Regions from separate parts of the Capsicum annuum genome. Here region 1 is linked to region 2. Evidence: chromatin contacts called from public Hi-C data. All regions are on one chromosome and are shown on one strand. Each heading gives the region's core, a stretch centred on a gene start, on an enhancer-like site or on the middle of the called end of the contact. The rest is flanking DNA. Distances are from core to core; before and after follow the strand shown. Region 1 has its middle 13 kb from the start of LOC107873982. Region 2 holds the start of LOC107873645 (anther-specific proline-rich protein APG).

Region 1 (7,453 bases), core at 3,696-6,195, 210 kb before region 2:
GGCAAATGCTTGTACGGGACTTAAGAGGGATGGTCGTCCATTCTCTCCCGATGACAATGTTACAAATGGAACTCAAGCTGCAAAATTCAGTCTAATGGACATAGTGCAATTGGAGAAAATCGAGGAACCAATACAAAATATTGAAAACTCCCAGGGGAGAGAATGGGGTAACAGGAGAAGACCTCAACAAAAAAGAAGAGCAAGAAGTCCTCTGTTGCACTAGAGGTTAAAAAAAGAAGAATAAGGCAAAAAGAACAACTAAGAAAATATTGAATCGAGATTTGGAAACAACAATGGTTAGGGAGGATAACCAGCTGGTTATTGTTGCATTAGATCATCAGGAAAAGGTTGTGAAAGGGAGGAAGAAGAAGTTTCAATCGAAAATTCCTCCACAAAACCTTCCAATCCTCAGTAACGAACCAGCAAACGTTCAATTTCCCATACTGAACTTGAACCACGTCGAGGTCACAGGGGAAAAAATGGACAAAATTTGAGCACTGCGGTTGTGATTGATGTCCAAGAGTTGACCCAGGGAAATTACCTACTCAGGTTGTGCAGAAATCGCAAATCCTTAGAATAAATAATAAAGAATATGACATACAGGGCATAGAGGAAGTTCCTGAAACTCAGGACGAAGATATGGCAAACCTACTTGATACAACAATGGATGTGATGTCTGATGATGAAAATAGAAGAAGAGCTCATCGTACACTGGATTTCGGAAGTGGAGGTGACATAATTAATGAGGAGGTTGTCAAGATGGCTCAGCAAAAAAGTCTCTCACCAAGAGGGTCTCAAAGCTTTGACAAGACCACCAAGGGACAACTTGGCCGGCCGAAGAGAAAGCAGCAAGAAAGACATAAAAATGACCCCCCTAATATTTCCAATGTTTGACACACTCTCATGGAATATAAGGGGCATGAAGTCCCAAAAGGCCTTTGAAAGGCTCAAATCACTAAAATTACAATACAAATTCTCCTTTATTGCTCTTCAAGAACCAAAAGCGAAATCGATGAAGATTGTAAGATATGGTCTTAAACTCAGACTCCAAAATTGGTTCTATAATTGCAATAACAAAATATGGTTGTTCTGGACTCCAGATTTGAATGTTCAGGTGCTAGACAACAAGGAACAATAGATGACCTGCAAAATTGCATGCCCAATGCATAATGATGCAATTTACCTTACAGTGGTCTATGCCAGTGTACAATACAGGAGAGAAGACTCCTTTGGGAAGAGTTGACAAGTTGGGGAAGCAAGATTGAGGGCCCTTGGGGAGTCGATGATTGTGGTTTATAGAGTGTTTGGATGATTGTGGTCTAGTCGAAGCTGGATATTATGGAAATCGGTTCACCTGGTGCAATAACAGAGGGTTCCCCAAGACAATCTGGAAAAGACTGGACAGACTGTTTTTAAACAGCAACTGGGTTGATGAATTAGGTGATACAACAGTTCAACACTTAGCTAGAGTAAGCTCGGATCATGCCCCACTTCTCATCACAATTAGAACACCAGAAGTAAATAGACCGAAGTATTTTAAGTTCCTGGACTTTTGGATTGAGCACGAAGATTTCAAGGGTGTAGTTGCAGAGGCTTGGCAAGAGAAAGTAGTTGGTAACGCCATGTGGATTCTTCACCAAAAGTTGAAAAAAGTATGTCAAAAACTAAGTTGTTGGTCAAGACAAGCTTTTGGTGACATATATGAAGAACCAAAAAGGCTAGAGAAAGAAATTGAAGAGGCGGAGTATGAGCTTACCATTGATGATGATCCAGAAAAGAGATCGAAAATAAATCTCAAGAAGGCACAATATCTCCAATTTCTAAAGCTACAAGACTCGGTATTACAACAAAAAGCAAAAGCAAAGTGGCTGAAAGAGGGGGATAAAAATACTGCCTACTTTCACAATGTGATAAAAGGAAGAAAACAGAGGTTGAATATGCAGAAAATTCAGGATAATGATGGAGTATGGCGGGAAGGAACTAGCAACATAGCAGATGCGACAATTAACTACTTCCATCAAATTTTTTACCATGGTGAGGCAATGGGAGATCACCCTATCCTGAATAAAAATTTCTGCTAAAGTGATAAAAGAAGATAATGAAATACTAACGGCATTACCAACATGGAGGAAGTGAGAGTGTGTTTTCTCAATTAATGCAGATAGTGCAGCAGGGCCTGATGGACTGGGCGCACTATTCCACCAACATTGTTGGGACATTATTAAAGAAGAAAGTTTAGGAGGCTGACGTGCCTTGTGATGATTCCAAAAGTTGAGCACCCCCAACAATTGACAGATCTCAGGCCCATAAGCCTATTCAATTTGTCAAGCAAGATCATGGCAAAAATCCTCAATGCTAGGCTAGCCTCAATCCTGCCAAGAATTGTCTTAAATAATCAGTCGGGATTTGTGAAAGGAAGAATGATCTCAGAAAATATCTTATTAGCACAAGAAATAATCGGAGACATCAGGAAATCGCAAAAAGGGGAAAATGTGGTAATGAAGCTAGATATGGCAAAGGCATACGACAGGGTTGGATGGTCATACCTAAGTAACATCATGGAAAAACTAAGATTCTCACACCAGTGGATAGATATGGTTCTAAGACACATCTCAAACAACTGGTATTCAATTATAGTCAACGGGCAGAGGCACGGATTCTTTAAATCGAGCAACAGCCTGAGACAAGGGGACCCACTTTCACCGTCATTATTTGTTCTTGGGGCCGAGTTACTCTCAATATTGCTGAATGATCTCCAGCAATGCGGAAATTACAGTGGTTTTTACATGAGAAGAAATGGACCCCAAATTAGCCATCTAGCTTTTACGGACGATGTCATCATCTTCACAAGTGGGCATACGAGATCTTTGAAATTGATGATGAAGGCATTAAAGAAGTATGAGAGCGTGTCGGGACAAAGAGTCAACAAATTAAAAAGTTGTTTGATGCTTCAGCCACAATCATCTCTAAACACAAGGAGTAGAGTAACAATGATAACAGGGATGCAGATTAAGCAATTTCCAGTGAAATATCTAGGTTGTCCACTTATTCTTGGAAAACAAAAGATTGCTCATTTCTCAGAGATGATAGCTAAAGTGACAAATAGACTACGGGGATGGCAAACAAGATTTCTTTTGGCAGGAGTTAAGGCAATCTTGATAAAGCATGTGCTTCAGGCAATCCCCACTCATCTACTGACAATAATACATCCACCAAAAGAAGTAATCAAATAAATTGAAAATGTGTTTGGAAACTTCTTTTGGAAGGGGTCGGACAGCAATGATAGACATCATTGGGTTGCGTAGAAGTACCTATGCTATCCGTACAAAGAAGGGGGTGCTCAGTTTAGGAGAATTAAAGACACGTGCAAAGCACTGGCAGCAAAGGCGTGGTGGAACCTTAGAACTGGGAACACATTATGGAAGGAGTTTATGCTACCCACGGTAACAAAATGGTATCCTGGTCAATCACTTCACTGGAGGGATATGTCACGAGTCATAGAAAAATTAGAGGAGAACATGGTGTGGAAACCAGGTGATGGAAAATTATCCTTTTGGTATCATAACTGGACAGGAGAGGTTCCTTTGATAAGATATATGGAGGATGGCACAAAACCCAAGGAAATTTCACTGGCATCAGTATATAGAGGAGGAGAATGACACCTAGAGGCATTGGATTTTGACATCCCTGAACTAGCGCAAAATAAGGTGATGAAACAAATTGTAAAGCTCAATAATGAGAAACGCGATAGGGCGATATGGAAGGTTACGACAAAAAGCAACTTCACAGTCTCCTCAATGTGGGCGATATTGCGTCAAAAGAGAGATCCGTCTGAATTTTACTCTCATCTATGGTATAAAATGATACCTTTCAAGATGGTCTTTGCTACTTGGAGAGCAGTCCATAATAGACTGCCAACGGATGAAAAAGTTTGCAAATTTGGAATAAATGTGGACCCATCATGTTACTGTTGTACACCTCCGACCCAAATTACAGAAGATGTTGAGCATATTTTTAGACAAGGAACTCTTGTCCAAGAAATCTGGAAAAAATTTGCTGGATTGGTGGGAGTTAGTTTAGCGGGTCTTCACCTTAGTCAAATCCCATAAAGTGGTGGAAGTGTAAATCAGTCAACCCGGTTGCTGCTTTTATAGTCAAAGTCCTTTCCGATCTTATCACGTGGGAGTTGTGGAGGTCGAGAAATACTGCTCAATATCGTATGGAGAAAGCTTTTGCACACAGGTGAGAGAATTTTATCCTAAAAAATCTTTTTGACCTGATAGGCGAGAAATTTGAGGAATTTTGCATCACACGAACGTGGGTACAACTACAACATCTAGTGGATAGAAAAATGAACATAAGAACACACAAAGTGGTGAGGTGGAACAAGCCTCCAAGGGGACGGAAGTTGTCAGGGTGGAATTGTGTGGAGTGGGTGGGATTATAAGAGATGCTGTAGGCAACATAAAGATAGCATTTTCGATATATTTAGGCCAGGGTACTAGCAATTGGGCTGAATGCCAAGCGATGCAAATTGGGTTGCAGTTGAGCAGAGTATATAATACAAACGTACAGGTAGTTGAAGCAGATTCTCAACTACTTACAATGCGTTAAAGGAGAAAGTACAGTACCATGGAGACTAATGCAAGCGGTCGAGGAAATTAGAAAATGGATGGAGTTGGAGAAATTTCAAGTTCAGCACTGCTATCGCGAAGGAAACAGAGTTGCAGACAAATTAGCGGCATACAGTCACGCCCATAAAAGAAAGCTCATATTCACTACTTTTGTGAATCTTCCAAAGGAATGTAGGGGTCTAGCAAGATTAGATAAATTGGAAATGGTATCATTTTGAATCAAACAATTGAAAGATAGGGAAATTTGTTTCAACCCTCCCTAGTAGCCCATCTGGATTAGGAGATCCCGTAGTGACTGGCTTTTAATAAAGAGGTTGGCCTGTCGACCTCTCAAAGCAGATGAGTAGGACTCCAAGCCTACTCAATAGTGTACTTTGTTTCTTTATAAATGGAAAATACCACGAATTATTTTTTTTAAAAAAAATAATGGTTTAATTCGAATTATTTCAAATAAAATTGGTCAATTAATCATTCTACTCAGTACGAAACACTTAATTGATCATGTAATTACTACGAGATTGATTGAAATCGTAATTGAACTTACTAATTCATCTTTAATTTTAGTTAAATCAAAATAGTTATTTCTAGTGATGACTTAGTTTGAATCATTTCAAATAAAATTCGTCAATTGATCACTCTACTCAGGACGAACATATTTAGTTGATCGTGTAATTACCATGAGATTAATTAAAACTGTAATTGAGCTTATTAATTAATTCATATTTTATTTTAGTAATCAATTTAGTTATTACTAATAATGACTTAATTTGAATCAATAGATTACTTATACAAGAACAACAAGGGAAACACAAAACAACTCCAAAACAGTCTGCAAATCTTAAGGATCCGAGGACCTTTTTGGAAACCACTCTCGGATTCACTACCAACAACAAGAATACAAGATATAATTGTGTGTTTTAACACCAAAACAACAACAAGAACAAGAATAAAATGAACTCAAGATGATAAACAAGAAGACACAATATTCGGATTTAACAATAACAACAAGAACATAAGATTATAACACAAACAATAAACAAGATTACAAGAAGGTAAAATGATAGATAGATAGATAGACCACATAAAGGCATAATCTTAAGAACCCAAGAATGGACAATCTTGGACCCTTAACATTACACACAACAATAAACCAATCTCTTACAAAAATACAAGTTCGGATTCCACCTCCCAAGCATCAATGTTTCCAAGCAATTTACAATCACTAGTGATTCCACACTAAATCTTATCCTAGTTTCGGTTGGTGGGTTTTCCAAGCCCTAGCTATGGTGTTTCAAGTCTTACAAGACTTACAAATATCATCCAAAAACTACTAATGGAAGCCCCAACATGTTACTTATACAGTTATTACAAAATGAAAGCTAAAAATGACCAAAAGGCCCTTAAGTGATGGGCTCCCATCAAGTGTAGCCCAAGTGTAGTGTTTGGACTGTTTTGGGTGCATAATTAGGTCCTCTTTGGCTCTTCAATTAAACACACCAAGTCTCGGATCCAACACACACTCTCATAAATCCATATCCGGGATTATTCTTGTATCAATTACTAACACGTTACAACAGATGAGTAATCTGTTAGAAATGACCATACAAATAAAAACATTTATTAAAAATGACCAAACAGATATAGACATCTGTTGCAACAGATGACTCACTTGTTGCAACAACTAATTCATCTATTGAACATTATCAAACAAATATAGACATCTGTTACAACAAATGACTAAGTTGTTGCAACATATGACTCATTTGTTGGAAATTATTAAATAGACAAAATATGTGTTGAAAAATAATTTAAAACAGTAAAGATCAAACGTTTTTTAGGAGAACTCAAACGTTTTTTCCCTTGTCTAATGTCTTGTCTTCAATTTTAATTAATTTAATTTAATTATTATTAATAATTACTTAATTTGAATCAACAAATGACTAACCTGTTATAAGCATTTGTTGCAACAAATGACTAACTTGTTGCAACAAATAGGTTATCTGTTGGACAATAATTAAAATACTAGGGAACTCAAACATTTTTAGGAGAACTCAAATGTTTGTCCCGTTGTCTTAAAGCCTTGTCTTTAATTTTAGATAAATCAATTTAGTTATTACTAATAATTGTTTAATTTGAATCAACAGATAACTAACATGTTGGAACAGATGATTCATCTGTTGAAAATTATCAAACAGATCGAAAATCTGTTATAACAGATGGATCATCCATTAGAAAGCAATTAAAATACTAGGGAACTTAAAACGTTTTTAGGAGAACTCAAACGTTTGTCCTCTTGATCCTTTTGAATCTGATGTATGATATACTATTTTTGTCTTCTTTACCCGTTTCATGAAATTTTTCATGTGCTTCACTTATTCATTGTGCCTCTGTTGAAATTTTTAAAATTTTTTTTAGGTCAAATTTTGTTTGTATATCAGTTGGACATTACTTCATAGGTAATTTTGTAAGTATAATTATGATTTTTATTGAATTTTTTATTTGGTATAGCTGCTACCACTACAATGGATAGAACCTGCAACATGAATCCAACATATGAGTCATTTGTTGCAACAAGTGAGTAATATGTTGCAACATATGACTAATCTGTTGCAACAGATGACCCATATGTTGGATTCATGTTACAACACTATAATACGAATCCAGCAGATGAGTAATCTGTTGCAACAGATTAGTCCTATATGTTGCAACAGATTACTCATTTGTTGCAATAGATTAGTCATATATGTTTCAACATATTACTCATCTGTTGCAACAGATTAGTCATATGTGTTGCAATAGATTACTCATACGTGCAACGG
Region 2 (6,628 bases), core at 3,199-5,698:
TATTTTATATTATCAGGTCAGGGACGGACCTAGGCATATTTTTGAGTGTTCCGACATTCATTAAACTCGACGTAAAATAGATATAATCATATATAAAATATATGAAATTAGGTATAAATTATATAAAAGCATCTACTAAACAAGAGGTTGGTTAGATGCACTGACATTTACGTTGATTTTAAGGTTATCTACTAGTAGGTACGCTCCAGATTCAAACCTGATTAAAGTGATTTTTTATTTTTTTCTCTAGTAAACACTCACACTTTTAAAATCTTAGATCTGTCACTGTATCAGGTAAATTAAAGAGTTGCACCAATACTAAAAGTAGAATCCTATGCGACTATAAGAAAATTAGTCATTGTTTCCCATTATAAAGTAAATTAAAGAATAAAGCATCTAATATTCTTGAATTATGATCAAATTTACTATGATACACTTCAAATTTTTTACGATACATTTCAACTTTTTAGAGGTTCTATTAATTCTATGAACTAAATTTTAGCATATTTTTGTCAGTCTTATTAGTTGAAGTGGCATCTTGAATGTGAATTTCATTTTATCTAATAAAGGTGTCACATCAATACAAAAAGGATACAAAAATACGTTAAAACTAAGTTCTAAAGTTGAAGTGTGTCATCACAATTTTGACTATAATTTGAGGAACTGAATGCTTATGTCGAAATTAACATCTAACTTTTCAATGTTTTGTCTCTCATTACAATTAATGAAACGATTCTCCATATCTCAAATGATATTAAACTTACAAGAAGTAATTTTTCCATATTTCAAATTCTTCACGGCTCAAAATATTACTCCCTCCATTTAAAAAAGAATGACCTACTTTTCTTTTCAGTCTGTTTTTTTTTTTAAAAATGATCTTTTTTCTTGTTTGACAATACTTTAATTTCAACTTTTCACATAGCATGTTTAGGGCCACAAGATTAAAGAATATTTTGATACATTTGACACAATTTTAATTTAAGGCTACAAGATTCAAAAGTTTTCTTTATATTCTTAAACTTTGTGTCAAGTCAAAATAGTTCATTCGTTTTAAAACAGAGAGGAAAGTACTAAAATTACAAAAAGTAGGTCTTTCATGCTTCAAATAATAGGGTGTGTGCGTGTGTGGGATGGCGGGGGGTGGAGGGCGGGGGGATTTGCATTAAAATTCAAAATTCGTGAAGGCTTTGCTAACGAATACAAAGGCAACGATTGTTGAAGTATATGATACTTATAAATTTAAATAGATAAATGAAATAATATATAATGAAGGATAACTCCAAAAAAAAAAAATGTTAATAAGTGTATATTTTGACATTAACCCTTTAATCTTTCACATCATTGATTTCTCACCAATAACTTAATACTCCTTCCGTTTTATATTAGTTGATCCTTGTGAATTTGACACACCTATTAAGAAAATATTAATTGGGGGTTTATTTTATCAAATTAGTCTTATTAATTATGCTTTAAAATATTAACTTGAGTAAGTACATTTTGTTTAGTCATTTAATGTTAAGGGTAGTATTGAAAAAATATAATAAAATCTTCTTGATTTTATCAAAGAAACAACTAAATTGAAATAAATATTTTTAGAAAGAGCGTCAACTAAAATGAAACGGAGGGAGTGCTATGTATAAGTGTTTGTGTCATTGTCTCTCTTTGTGGGTAAAAATGTACTAAAATATTTCGAAAAATGCTCGAATGAAGACATATGTTTGCTCGATTTTTCCATCAATTTTTTTCTTTTATGGGTTTGGATTTTCATTATTTGATCATAAGTAGACGTATCGAATCAAAATAATTAAATCTCCAATATTAAATTTCGATTTCAAAATTTTATTTAGTGTTAAAATAAATCTAATGTTTAGCACATCAAGTTTAAATTTTGGTATGCTATGCATAATTATGTAGTTGTTCTTTTTCCATTCTTAAATATCTCATTAAATTTTGTTCTCAATTTTTTTTCCCCTTTTATTCTTAAATTCTACGGAGTATTTTATAGTGTCATTTTCAATCAGTTATGCATTTAATAAATACATTGTACTTGTCCAAAAATAAATTTTATCTCATATGAATTGATGTTCCGTACGTGCAAACATGTGTTTGGATTTGAATTCTGAAAATAAAAAATAATTTATCTTTCAAAATAAAACCTTTTGATATGAGCTTGAATATATATATATATATATATATATATATATATATATATACTCCTTCGTTTTATTTTACTCGTTCCAATTTGACATTGGATATTGCTTAAGAAAAAAAATTAATGACATGACTATTTTACTATAATACCTCTATCAATTAATGTTTACATTTTAATTTGAAGAAAAAAATAATTAATACTAAGGTAAAAAAAAAAAAATTGTTTTGTCTGGATTAATAAAAAATGATAAGTAAAATGAGAAATTAAATTAAAAAATTTAAAACGAGTAAAATGGAAGAAAGGGAGTGTATATATATATCAAAACAATCACTTGTCTTCTCTTATTTTGCTCAAAAGACCACTCAAACAAAAAAATGATACATTCAAATTCCTTTAATGACGCTGACACCTGATTTTTAAATATAAATAAAAATAAAAATGTTAAACTCAACTTATTTTGACCAAAAATCTCATACATTATCCTTTAAGGTCCAAAATTAGGTTACAAAATCAAGACGTGGCGCATTCATATTATATTCATTAGTTGTTTATATTTATTGTAAAGATATTTTTCGAAAGTATAAAAGCTCCAAAAAGATGCTCCCAAACTCACCTTCATTTAATTAAATGTCCAAAATATTAAATATTTTTTTGAGAGATAAAAGGACTTCGCATAACATATTAAAGAATTTTATGATCGAATATTTGGTTGGATAGGAGGTTTTAGTTAAGATAGGTTTAATTTAATACTCTTATTTAAAAATCAGGTGTCACATCATTAATAAATAATTGAATATATCACTTTCCTGCTTGAATGATACTCATTAAGTAGTAAAATAAGAAAAAAGATTTTTTTTTTTCTGATATAAAAGAAGGAAAAAAAAAAACCAACATCCTGGGATAATTTTTAATAGTTGAATGACCATTTAAGCACTTATAAATAATTTTCAGTATTAAATTTTTAGCCACTCAATTCAATAAAATATAGTTTTATTAGCACTAAAATTGCTGATACACAAGATTACAAGTGTACCCATAGAAACTAAAGGGTCTTATAAGTTACAACAAGGAAAGGGTAAAAAAAAAAGTAAACAATTAGCAAGAGACTTTTCAACAGAAAGAGAAATTAACAACAATTAATCTAATACAAGATTTGGAATTAAGCATTAAACACTTTTATTCATCCTTGGATAGCTTAATCACCTGAAATTAATTAACAAAATACAACATTAGGTATGTATTTATAAATGAAATAACTACTAATGCTTTTAAATGAGTAGTAGTTTTCTTAGTGTCCGTTTGACCATGAAAAATAATGACTTACTTGCACACCCTTGCAAGGGCTACCAAAATCACAATAAGCTTCAGCTGTGATCAAGACTTGATTGTCCAATTCCTCAGCATACTGATAGCAAAGGCAACTCTTACCGAGTATGCTCTGGAATGTTGGACAACATGCATCAATTGAAACTGTTTCGTTAAAGCATTTTTGCACCTTTAGTTTGTCACTAGCTGAGCAGGCCGCTGTTGGGCGAGGAGGAGGTGATTTCGGGGGAGGAGGCTGTATTCATAAATGAAAGAATTACTTTACTAATTCGAACAAATAATTTTAATTAGAATTTCATAAAGAGAAATGTATAAGATAGTACGTGATTTTGTTGCAAAATATTAAATGGTAAATAAAAATGATAACTTACTGGAACTCCCTTGCACGGGGTACTGAAATCACAATAAGCTTCGGCAGTGATCAAAACTTGATTGTCTAAATCCTCAGCATACTGATAACAAGGGCAACTCTTACCAAGTATGTTCTGAAATGTTGGACAACATTCGTCAATTGAAACTGTTTCGTTAAAGCATTTCTGCACCTTTTGTTTGTCACTAGACGAGCAGGACATTGCCGGGCGGGGAGGAGGTGACCGTGGTGGTGGAGGTGGTGGTGGTGATCTCGGTGGTGGAGAGCATGGTGGTGGAGGTGGTGGTGCACATGGTCGTGGTCGTGGTCGCGGCCTTGGAGGAGGGCATGGTCTTGGCCACGGATACGGCCACGGCCAATACTGACATAGAATATCAAATGGGGAGGAGCTCAATGAATCGCTTTCATCGTTGGTCGTGACCAAGGCGATATCTTGCGCCTTTGTCACCTGGTGATGGCTGCAAAATAATATTGCAGCCACCACTAACATCATGAGCATCTTCATAATTGCCATTTTTCACTAATGAATAGTTTGTACAATGAAGTGATAAAATCACATCTATATATATAATTAAATTATTAGAGTTAAGATGGTAGGTTGATCATGAGTTCAATAGTATAGATCCATGTGCACATAGAATATTATTTCTTCCAAAGAACCCTATGATTAATTAATATCTATCCATTCCTTTAGGATCATGTCTCATAGTATTATTTTTGATAAAATACTTATTATTTTATATATTCATTTTTCAATTACTTCTATATATAATCTGATCTCTCTATATGAACCATCATTTATAATATTATTTCATGATTAAAATGACAATTTTCATATTATGTTATATAACATTTTACTATAACAACTAAAATATATCCGTACACACAACATTATATTAGGATATAGGTTGTGTTTCCGAAAAAAATATTTCCTTTGATTTATTTACAACCATGAATGAGCAATAAATTAGACAAAGAATTAGGTAACTCGCATCAATATCCTGGAAAAGTAACATCTTTAAATGATACTATAAATTTCTTGGGCTCAAATAATTATTTAATTGTATTTGAACCATTATGTTTCAAAACTATGTCTTTATTAACACTATTCTTTTTCAAAACGTCCAATATTTTCTTAAGAATTAGGGCCTCTTGAAAATAATTCCCTTTAAATTATAATTATGAATTCAAGTCGTAGAATCTATTGTAAATATTTGTGTCACGATAGACTTCTTGTAAGATTATGAAAATATGTTACCACACTAAAGCAGAGCACTAAATTAATTTAATATGATTAGAATTTAATGAGGGGGGAAAGGAATTATGTAACAGGTCTAAAATTATATTTTCAACTAATAGATATTATTTTATACGGATTTTCTCTTTTCTATTGTACTGTATTTTTCATGGGAAAAAAGTTTAAAATATATCCAAACTTTAGTGAAATTTATTGTAACACGCCTAAATTTTGTAAGGATCCTATGACCCCCTGAATTATTTATTAGTGTATTTAGTGACATTTATAAGCTAATAAAAAATAAAATACGCTAATAAATAAATAAATAAAAGTTTAGTGCAAATAACTATCAGTAAAATATGTTAATAAATAATCTAGGGGGGTCATAGGACCTCCACAAAGAGGGTCATACGACCTCCGCAAAATTCAGACATGTTATAACAAATTTCGTCAAAATTTAGATATATTTCAGATCATTTTTTTTATTTTTCATTAAGTTTTCATATATATTAATTAGAATTTATAAGTCTTTTTGAACTATATAATGTCCTTTCATGTAATTTTAGATCCACGAATCCATCTTTTCTTTTAATACCTTTACTTGCCAAAATTTTCTTACATAAATAAATTATAAATAAATATAATAAATATCCAAATCATATCTCAATTGATCTTCTCACATTTCAAAATATTCTAAATACATAAAAGATGTGGTAGGTGGAAAAAAAGCAAAGGACATACAGTGGTAGGTGGTGTAGACAAATTATTGTTATTGCACGTGATTAAAAAAGTGTTCATATATCAAGGACAATAATGTATGACATCCCACTAAGTACTATAAAATATTTTATAATTAAATGCTATACTTTCATTTCACGTGGTAAACTAAAAATTGACTTATTAATTTTATCAAGTATTTGTCATTATTTTGATTTTTTTTATAGTCGTATTATTTGAATCAGCTTTTGCGTATTTCAACTAATTAATGAGATATCTTTCACCACTTTATATGTCTTTTTATTATCGTGGTATCTGAATCAATTTTCATGCACCTCAATTAATTCTACGGAATATATATCACCTCCCACCAGCAATAAGTATAGGCAGTTGTATCCACCAAGGTTAATATAATGAAGAAGAAATCACCTGGTGTAGACACATGATTTTTGACCTCCTCTGAATTTAATATATTTTTCGGCATTAAATAATTTTATTTTTATCCAATATTTATCTTAGTTTTTATTATATTTTTAATAAATTTTGGTTGAAAATAAATAAAAAATAATAATAAATAAAGTTACATTTTTATATATATATATTTTATTTTATTTTTAAATAATACAAAAAACTTTTCAAAAAATATTTTCTTTTAATTTAGATCTTTATAAATAAGCTAGTAATTTTATTTTCTCTTAATTATATTTTATTTTAAGTTAGTTATATTTTTATTATATTTTTCTTAAGTATAAAAAATTAATTAGTTAATATTATTTTATTATTATTTATTTTATATATAATTTATTTATTTATTAAAATAAAAGGA

Evidence for each region. Hi-C and Micro-C count contacts between places; a contact is called where the count stands out from the background.
Region 1: a contact with region 2 is called in a Hi-C map of leaf, with 2.0 times the contacts expected there. The contact joins the enhancer-like site here to the promoter of LOC107873645 in region 2. A contact is called at or near these places in 4 of 5 Hi-C or Micro-C datasets (bud, leaf, pericarp and 1 more).

What each region holds. Positions count from the first base shown.
Region 1 is chr1:44,688,858-44,696,310 of UCD10Xv1.1, reverse strand. No RefSeq gene overlaps it. Among protein-coding and RNA genes, the nearest start is that of LOC107873982, 13 kb to the left of the region's middle. Within about 2 kb of position 4,945, at least 2 of the 5 cell types and tissues checked have an H3K27ac peak or open chromatin away from gene starts, as enhancers often do. A contact at or near this core is called in leaf and pericarp, where this site is marked.
Region 2 is chr1:44,477,168-44,483,795 of UCD10Xv1.1, reverse strand. It overlaps LOC107873645 (anther-specific proline-rich protein APG), which reads right to left and starts at 4,448. Exons shown (of 3, transcript XM_016720580.2): 1 at 3,850-4,448; 2 at 3,477-3,713. The coding sequence starts at 4,362.